2 separate regions of the Muntiacus reevesi genome follow, and region 2 is linked to region 1. A link is a contact called in public Hi-C data. All regions are on one chromosome and are shown on one strand. The core of a region is the stretch at or near the end of the contact, and the rest is flanking DNA. Distances in the headings are between cores, read along the strand shown. Region 1 holds the start of RBBP5 (RB binding protein 5, histone lysine methyltransferase complex subunit). Region 2 holds the start of ELK4 (ETS transcription factor ELK4).

What was found. Hi-C and Micro-C count contacts between places; a contact is called where the count stands out from the background.
Region 2: a Hi-C map of muscle shows a contact between it and region 1, with 6 times the contacts expected there. The contact joins the promoter of ELK4 here to the promoter of RBBP5 in region 1. A contact is called at or near these places in 2 of 3 Hi-C or Micro-C datasets (blood and muscle).

Annotation. Positions count from the first base shown.
Region 1 is chr5:51,878,317-51,883,398 of mMunRee1.1, reverse strand. RBBP5 (RB binding protein 5, histone lysine methyltransferase complex subunit) reads left to right here and starts at 3,361. Exons shown (of 14, transcript XM_065938234.1): 1 at 3,361-3,505. The coding sequence starts at 3,487.
Region 2 is chr5:52,347,682-52,352,468 of mMunRee1.1, reverse strand. It overlaps ELK4 (ETS transcription factor ELK4), which reads left to right and starts at 2,161. Exons shown (of 5, transcript XM_065938248.1): 1 at 2,161-2,300.

The sequences.
Region 1 (5,082 bases), core at 2,112-4,611:
ATGGAAGTCATACTGATCTTGGCGCCCAGTGAAAAATGCATTTATTATGGAGGCCGAAAGTGTAAATGCAGGTACAAACTTATCACTAGAGACAGCACAAGTGGGACAGCACTCAGAGAAACGTTTTAACGTGGTGACCCAAGGGACCCAAGGACGAAGGAGCAGATGAAACTGAGGAGGGTCCTGGAATGCAGGAACGGAAAAACCAGACCCTTATCATCCTTCCCTCCCCCATGCTGTAACAGTTAATGGATTTCAGGTCCTCCTGAGCAGTATAACCTGTCTCTCCGCCACCCCACAGGGAGGAGGTATCTGCCTTACTCTTCCCCCACCCAGTATACGAGCCTCAGTCAGCAAATGACCTGCAAGGCCCCTATCCCGCTCCCTGGACCCTGGCTACAAAAGTGGACCAACGTCGGTTCTCCCTTTAACTAACCGTCTCCCACTCTAGTAAACTTTATTTCCCTCTCATTCTGTCTCATGTCTGGAAGCTCTTTTCCAACCCAAGCCCATCCCACAACAGTTAAGACAGAAGCAAGGCAGAGACGCACCCCCAGAGAGAAAGGGTTTGGGCGTCTCCCCTAGTGAGGAGGGGCACGGCAAAGAGGCAGTTCAGCTGGGCCTTTGTCTTCCTTCTGGGCAATCATCTGCTTTCTCTTCCCACACCTGACCTACCTGGGACCCTCCCCTGGGTACACACGCACCCCTCAGCCAACATGGATCTCGAAGTGCAGGCTTTTGAGAGGAGCAAGGTTCATTATGGCCTGGCAGTATCTCTTGACTTTTGATCCACAAGGAGCCTTTCTGCAAAAGTATAGTGTCTCCCTTGTCCAAAAGGAGGGGGGAAGCGGAGATCCCTTAATTCTTTACTCTTAACAGGGTTTCACCCCTCTGGGTCCTTGTCATGACTGTTACCTTAAGGTATTTGTAAGAGACCAACACTGGCTCTTTACCCTGTTTCTGTTGTCACTTCCATTTCGGAGGGCAAACAGAAGGCTGCCTTAGCTGGAGCCCACCTATCTCTCAGCTCAAGAAATGCTAACAGTTTTAAGTACCCAGCCTGGAGCCCACTTCTTCATGCCCCATGAAATGTAAACAGGAGGCCAGCTGTACATGCCTAACCTGGAGCCCATCTACCTCCTACAGCAACACCAACCTACTGACCTCCTGTTACTCTCCATGTGCAGCATGTCCTCCCCCTTTGGTCAGTTCTGTCTGGTACCTCTCTCCTGAACGCATTGCCTTCTCTTTCCTCCACTGTGACTCTGAGTTAAGTAAGTCTTCCTCATTTCTACAAAATTATTACAGTAATCTCCTGACTACTCTCCACCCCTCTAATCAATCCCTACTCCACACTGTCCTTATTTTCTTTCTTAAACATCAATCTGATCAGATTATTCCTTGCCTAAAAATCCTACAAGATGAATACTCCATCCAAAAAATAGGTGAAGGATATGCACAGATCACCTCACAGAAGAGGAAAACACACATTTGTACATGTGAAAAACTGATGACCATCCTCATTAAGAAATAAATGTAACCATGACATTTTTTCACCTATCCCCAACTGACAGAGTTTCAGAGGACAGATTAATAATGAATGATTACAAGGGTGTGAGGAAATACTCCTACAATCATTGTTAATAGTAAAATATTTTATTTTAGATGACATTTTGGCAATGCTTTGGATATGTGAAGGAATGCAATTTGCCTGTTAAAAACCAAAATCCAACCCACTAAATTTGAAGATCTAACTGGCATTATTAAACTAGATGGGTAACATGCCATCTAGTAAACAGAAGGGCACTCCGGGAGAATGTACAAAACAAAGAAAGTGAAGTTGCTCAGTTGTGTCCTACTCTTTGCAACCCCATGGACTGTAGCCCATCAGGCTCCTCCACCCATGGGATTTTCCAGACAAGAGTACTGGAGTAGATTGCCATTTCAGAAGCTTCTTATAGGAAGAAGGGTGGGGAAAGGGAGCTATTAGCAGAAGAAAAGAAAGGATAATTTTTAGGCCAAGAAACCTTCTTTCAGGGAGGAAGGAAATGGCAGGGGTTTTATCATGCAGATTGCTCCTTCATGGGGAGTTTGGGGTGGAGGCTGGAGTGGAGAGGGCCCAGGAGAGAATTACCTGGTTGGTGTGGACCAGAAAACTTCAGATGAGCCGATAAAGACTACGTTTCTGGGGAAGGCTGAGAGAGCACTTAGGTCAGGTATTAGATCTAGATTCAGTTATCTGCGGCTTTAGTACAAGTGATGCCGTTTTGGGCCCATGGTTTTTTCTTTAACATGCCTAGTTTCTCTGGGCCTCAATTACTGCACTTGGTGAAATGGAGCCACCTGTTACCTTAACAGTCTCAAGGAAGTGAAATAATTTAGGGGAAAGTAGTAATAGTTAACATTTAGTAGGCATTTGCTGTTCTAAGTATTTTATATGTGTTAACTCACTTAATCTTCACAATAACCCTGTAAGCACCACCCCCATTTTACATATAACAAGACTGAGGCACAGAGGACAAAATACTGCCCAAAGGGTAAGTTAGTACTAAGAGTGAAGCTGGGATGACTCGTTTTAAATTTAGATAAGAGGATCTAGCTTCAGTCCTTTTTTTTTTTCCTTGCAGCCACTTATGCCCATCTTTGCTTTTTTTTTTTAATGATTGCCCACAGCACCCATAGTCAAAGCTCGTTTATATAGAATTTGCCCATTCGCTAATTACATCAACCGTTCTGTCGTTGCTTCGGGCATCTCATCACAGCCCCGCCTGGTTGAGCTCCAGGGAACGCAGTCACCTCTCATTCCCATTTACTTTCGGCGTCCTGGCGAACGCTGGGTATAGGGTAGATCCTTGGATAAACGCCACTGGACGTTTCCGTGGGATCGACACATACCTTTACAAACGTGAAATAACTTTCCCGGACTAAGACAGGTACCCGACAAGCAGCGTGCGCACGGGCTAAGTACCGCCCTGATCGCCGTGAGACCCACCGCAAGCTTTGGAACCGACCAGTCCCGCGGGCCCCTTTACTTCAGCGGCACCCAGCCGGAACCTTTCAGTCGCGGCCGAGGCACCCCGCCGGGGCGGCGGGCGGAGCACACAGCAAGGGTGGGTGAGTCGTCTAAGTCTGTGCCTGAACCATCTAACTCATTTACCTCGCGCCTCGCGGGGACAGCCCCAAACTCTGGCACGTGGGAAAAACCGAGTGACGACAGCATTTTCGTTCCTTAAAAAAATACCACAGTCAAGTGGTTCCGAGGGTGGTCCGTCTTCTTTTTGGTTAGGCATATTTGTGGACAGCCCGCCGGAAACGAAGGCGGAAGCGAGGGCAGGCGGCGGAAGCCGTGGGGTCCTCTGAGGCAGGGAGTCTCCGGGGCCTGCGCCGGCGCTCTGCGGCGCCCCCCACTCGGACGCGGGCTTCGCGGGCGGGCGCGGGCGCGGGTGTCGTCGCTGAGCCGAGGCCGGGCGGCCGGAGTCCTCAGGCATGAACCTCGAGTTGCTGGGTGAGGAGGGCTGTGGCTGCGTCCGGGGGAAGCTTCAGTCTTGGAAAGGAGGGGCCCAGGCGGAGGGGACGCGCCTGCAGCCTCAGGGACCCGGCTCTAGACGGATCTGTGGGCGCCTCGGTCTGGAGCGGCGACTGGGGCGGGAAGCCGGGCTTCTGCCAGAGCGGAATTTGTCGCTCTCTTCGGGCGTGCTTTGCAGTTCAGTTGTGGAACGACAGGGACAGGTAGTTTGCGAGTTACTTTCGAATACAGGGATCCCAGGTGCTGCAGGAGCCCAGAGCAGGACCAGAGTTACGCTGGGGCGGGAACCTAGGAAGTGAGGTGAGGCTCTGAGCACTTGTCAGGGTTTGGTGAAACATGGGTGCCTAAGGAGGGGAACTTGTGTGTTTTGTAGTAGTAGTGCCTCATTGAGTAAATGAAAAACTCAGAGGCTGCTGACCTGAAGGCACTAAGCAAGTAAATGGGACAGTTGGCGCTGGAATCCAGTTACCTTGACTTTATGTTACTTAACAGGGACGCTGTGTCAAACACTGAACAGTGAGCTGGAAGGCCGTTTTCTCTTGTCACACACTCTGATTCATTTCTTCCCCACCCTTTACCCAATCTCTTTATAAACTGTATGTCTTTCTGGGTTTTCATCAGGTAACGTTTAGCATCATAGCCTAAGGATGTCAGGTTTTCAAGAACTTCTAAGTGACTTAATATGTTTGTTTCTGTTTTTAAAAAAATTAAATTCAGAAGGTATGCTGACGCTCCTAAGGACTATAAGGCTTTTTAAGGAGTGGTTTTTGCTTTTAAGGGCTTCCCTGGTGGCTGAGCGGTAGAGAGAGAATCCGCCTGCAATGCAGAAAACTCAGGTTCGATCCCTGGGTAGGGGAGATCCCCTGGAGAAGGAAATGGCAACTCACTTCAGTATTCTTGCCTGGGAAATGCCAATCCATGGGATTACGAAAGAGTCAGACACGACTGGTCACTAAACAATAACAGCAAAGGGCTAAGAACATCTAAAAGAGGGAGTGAATCTCTTTGGGGCAGAGCAAGAAAGGTAATCCAGAAAGAAAAACAAAACCTGTGGAGGATTTGCAGTTTTGAGTGGATATCTAAGACTGGCAAAATGTTGAAAATATTGGGAGGAATGCTTCTTAGGAATATGTTTGCGCTAAGGTGTTAGCGAAATGAATCCTAAAGATACTTTCCTGCTTTGCCAGGTTGTGGATACTGTGAATAACGTGAGAAGGTGAAGAGAGAGGGTTGTTGCTGTCTGGTCTGTGGGGGCTCTTGAATGCCCAGCTGAGAAGTGTTGCTTTTTAAGGAAAGTAGAGCAGATGCGTTAAAAGGTTTTGACCTGTTAGGTAACTCAGTCAGAGCTATGATTTTTTTAAAGAAAGGTTTATCTGACAACAGTGTGGGGTGGGGTCTTGGAAGTTGTGAAACCAGCTTGGAGGGCTAGGGTAGATGAGGGATACAGAAGATCTGAACTAGAAAATGGGAAGAAAAGACATAGAGAATGTAGAGTTGACAGTTTGAAAATTGATTGCTTATCGTGGTGCTGGTGGTGGTGCTGGTGGTGAGGAAGA
Region 2 (4,787 bases), core at 912-3,411, 470 kb before region 1:
ATTTCTTTATGAAAATATGTGGTAAAATTATTTTTTAAAGCCTAACATCTTTAGGTGATGTTGCTTTTCCATGAATACCTTTGTGCATTATAATCACTCTGTATTATGGTGGAGGAGGTTGGAAATCAAAGTAAGTGATGATTCTCTTCCAAAAGGCTTCAAAGGGATAGTAGGATCACATTTCTTTCTTCCTTCTTTTTAAATCCATTTTATAATTTTTCTAGTAACTTTTTCTTCAACTAAGTTTCCATACTTATCTTCATAAAACTATTCATATTTTCTGATAGCTTTTTAAAATTAATTTTTATTGGAGTATACTTGATATACAATGTTGTTAGTTTGTACTGTACAGCGAAGTAGATCAGTTACACACATATCCACTCTTTTTAAGGGTTTCCCTGATAGTTCAGTTGGTAAAGAATCTGCCCACAATGCAGGAGACCCTGGTTTGATCCTGTGGGTTGGGAAGATCCCTTGGAGAAGGGAATGGTTACCCACTCCAGTATTTTGGTCTGGAGAATTCCATGTACTGTGTAAGTCCATGGGGTCACAAAGAGTCAGACAAGACTCAGCAACTTTCACTTCACCACTGTTTTTTAATCTTCTCCCATGTAGGTCATTCCAGAGTATTAGAGTTCCCTGAAAGGATCAAATTTCACTGAGTTCAATTAATTTTACCATGAGGAACTCCCTGGCAGTCCTGTGGTTAGGACTCCTGCTTTCACTGCCGTGGCCAGTGTTCAATCCTTGGTTGTGGAGTTAAGATCCTGCAAGCTTCTCTGTGCCGCCACAGAGAAATCAACTGTGGAGATAAGGATGCAAAAATAATGACATCAGGACTTTCATGGTGGTCCACGGGCTGAAACTCTGTACTCCCAATGCAGGGGGCCAGGATGCATCCTGGTCAGGGAACTAGATCCCACAGGCTGCAACTAAAGATTCTGTGTGCTAAGACCTGGCACAGCCCAATAAATGCATTTTTAAAAAATGGCATCATCATTTATTCACATTTTATCTTCTCAGCAGTGCTGCACATGATCTTCATTTTATACAAGGGGACTGAAGTTCAGAGAGGTGAAGAGACTCAAAGCTAGAAATTGGACACTGGACTGTTGTTGGTTTCCTGTTAAGTGGGATACACAGTATATTTCTTGGAGATTTTGTTCAGCAGTCTCTATATACCTTCTGCCTCTATACTGTTCAAGTAGTTCCTTAAGAATTGTATTTAATGAGCACCTATGGGCTAGACACTCCGCAAGGTGATTATACTTGGGTTCGTTTCCATTTTACATACGATGAAATTGTTTGGGGAGGTAAAGAAAGTGCTTGAAGACTGGCGAGCTCGTGAGAGGCAGAGCCACGGCTGGATTCCAAATCTCTGACTCCAACTCCAGAAGGAGCTTTCCCCACTTGACCAGGGTTTCCCTTTGTCAGCCCTGGGGCTAGAGAGCCACAAGGCTGACTGAACGTGTATCAGCTGTTCACAGCGCCCTAGGGCCTGGCATTTCCACGGGACAGCTGTGGCGGTTCCGACCTCTCTGTCCACCCTTCCAAGAAGGCAGGACGGGCGGCCTGGAGGGAGAAAGCTCTCACACTCAAGATTCGCGACGACACACGCGGCCACCTGGAAGCCACTCGGTGAGCGCCACCCCTTCCCTCGGGCGGGGCAGACACCGAGGCCCTCCGAAGTCCTGACCCAAGCGACAGCTCTGACGTGCGGGCTCGGACCGCGCGCCTCACGGAGCAGAAACCGCTAGCGGTCCGGCGGAGAAAGCAACGCGGGGAAGCCCAGGGGGCGGCTTCCCTCACGCCCGCACTCTTGACCCGGCACCCCACGGACGCAGTCGGCTGCGGCCGTCGCAGCGCCCCTCAGCGGTCAGCCCGGCCCTTCCCGCCCCCGGAAGTGACGCGCGGCGGCTGCGGCGGCTGCGGAGTCCGGGAGGGGCCCCGACGCAGCCCAGGGGGCTCGAGAGAGGCGGCGGCCGCGGAGCGACTGGCAAGCTCAGCCGCGGCGAGGAACGCCCAGAGCGCGCGCGCCCGGCGGGTAGCGGCCCTGACGACCCGCGCCGCCGCCGCGTGCGGGGGCGGGGAGGGCGGGGCGCGACGAGCCGCGGCGGCGGCGGCGGCGGGAGATGCGGGCGGCTGCGGGCACCCGGCGGGCTCGGCTCGGCCGCTGGCGCCTTCTCCGGCTCCGCCGCGAGGGTCGCAGCGGCTGCCGCGCCGTCCTCGAGTTCCCAGCGTGAGGAGAGGAGCGTCTTGTTGGAGGCGGAGACCCGGAGGGAGCCCCGCGCGCGGCCTCGGTGAGCGTCCGCGTCCGGGTCCCGCGGCCGCCGCCCCCGCCGGTGGGGCGCCGGGGCGGGGGGCTGGCTGCACCTCAGGAAGCGGGCGCGGGGCCGTGGCGCGCTCCCGGGGGGCCCGGCCCGGTCTGCCGGCTCAGTCAGCCCGGCCCGCAAGCGGGCCGGTGGGCGCGGGACATACCCGTCTCTCTCCCTTCGCCCCTTATTTGGTCCCGCGAGGCCCCTGGGACCAAGGGTGGCGGTGTTTTTTTATTCTTTTCTTTTTTCGCCGGGGTGGCGGAGGGGAGGGCCCGAGGGGAGCGTCTCTGGCTTTCTGTGGTGACAGGAAGTTGGAAAGTGAAAGCGCAGCGAGTCGGTGCTCACCCGGGCCCGGACTTTGATCTCCCCCGGGGCACGCGGTCTTCCGCGTTTCTTCCTGTCCCCACGCTCAAAACCCATCCGGCGTCGACTTTCAGTTCTTTTTCTACTTCTCTCCAGCCAACCCTCTCCCCTCGTTACTTTCCGGTTAGTACACAGCTGCCGTGAGGCTTCTTTCCTGAGAAGACCAGTTGGAAACATCTTTCGGGGGCTGAATGTTAACTGACCTGGGCAGGCAATAAGGGACCTTGTTGACCGAGGTAGTCAAGGGATACACAGTTGGCTCCCCACCCCCGCCCCAGGCTATTGCTATTTAAAGTTTAGGGCATTTAAAGAAGACTTCGGAGTTTAATCCCTCATCGGAACGGTTCACCCATCTCTGGTTGGTGAATAAGATCCTTCTTCCTCTCCTTTTGCCATCTTCCACTCACCGTCCCACTGCGTGGAAAACTTGGTGCTTCAGTATTTAAGACTGTCAGTGAAAAAAAACAAAGACTGTGATATTTTCTTTAAAATGTATTGTGATTCAATTTCCCCCTCAGTAACTCTCCTCTCTTTGATTTTATTTAAACGTTAAAACTGCCTAAGTGCAATCCATTTAGGGAAATGTTGTTTTAAAGTTTTATTGTAATAGTACACTTACAGTATTCTGTTGTATACAATACTGTATAGTTAGATACAGCAGGTTACTTTTTGACAGCTATAAAGATTTTTAACTCAAAATTCGCCTTAATACATTTTATAATTTGTATCTGTTTTACTTAAGCAGCACTCTGAATTTGGAGACATTTATTTTTTGGGTCTTAACTACTGTTTCTGAAAAATAGTTGGGCCATGGGTCACCACAGCAACTGGGCTGTGTGTATGATAAACATGTTTAGGGTGGGAAAGGTTCCATTTAGTAGAGACTTCCTTTCTCTAATGAGTTACTTCCAATATGCTCCTTCTTTCCTTTTCGCACAGGGATTAATCTACTGTCTTTTAAGTGCGAGTTAGTTAGTGTTAGTCGCTCAGTCCTGTCAGACTTTTGCGACCCCATGGACTGTGGCCCACCAAGCTCCTCTGCCCATGGAATTCTCCAAGCAAGAACACTGGAGTGGGTTGCCATTTCCTTCTCCATTTTAAGTGTTAGAATCAATTATGTTTTCCATATTTAACCCCTCAAAAATCAGATTCCTTCATTTGGAATGTTAAGTATGTCTCTCCCTCATTATACTACTTCTAAAAAACTCTTTAAAACTGAAATTTTGGGGAAAAACTAGTTGTGGAAACATTGAGGTTTTCATGAAAAGGTTTTCAAGAAAAAGGATTTGGGTTTCTTTTGATAAGAATAAGAATAAAAGTATTAAATATTTTTGTCTCTTTATTTCACCTTTGTAATTTTAAATAACTTCTGACCTTTTTTTGCTTTAATTCTCTTTTACGGCTGAAGAAATCGTTGAATTTCATATCAATGGCACACTTATAGGAACTCAAATGAAGAGGTTCAACTTATGTGTTCTGTGGTTCACCACCTTTTCAATCAAAGAATAAACATATCAAAGTTGAGTGAGTAAAATATTCCTTTAAAGTACCTGCTGAAGATGTCCATTTTACATCTTTGTTAGTTTTTCCCAATAGAAAAAAAAAATTTTCCAGTACTTCAGTCCAAAACCACAAGTGCCCATTTTCTTTCACAATAATTCTCTATCCTAGACACACTGTAAAGTACTACAGAAGCTTCAGCGTTTTCCACACAGTTAGGTTCTGCCGTCCAGTATCCAACAGCTCCAGCAGGATTTGGCTCAGTCCACAGTTCAGTTCAGTTCAGTCGCTCAGTTGTGTCTGACTCTTTGCAACCCCATGGACTGCAGAACGCCAGGCTTCCCTGTCCATCACCAACTCCCAGAACTTACTCAAAGTTCAGTCCATACTCTCCCCTAATAACTGAGGGAGAGGTAGAAATTAAACCCACACCACCTTGGGAACACTTCCTATTTGCTCAGGATGACTCTTGTGTGCTTGTTGTGGAAATAAATTCATGGTTATTTCTGTTGTTTTGTATGTATTGCTTAGCCATTATAAACCTGCATTATAAACAAGCATTATCTGCAAGATAGGCATAAAACTCTAGGATTTGGTTTGGGGAATTTT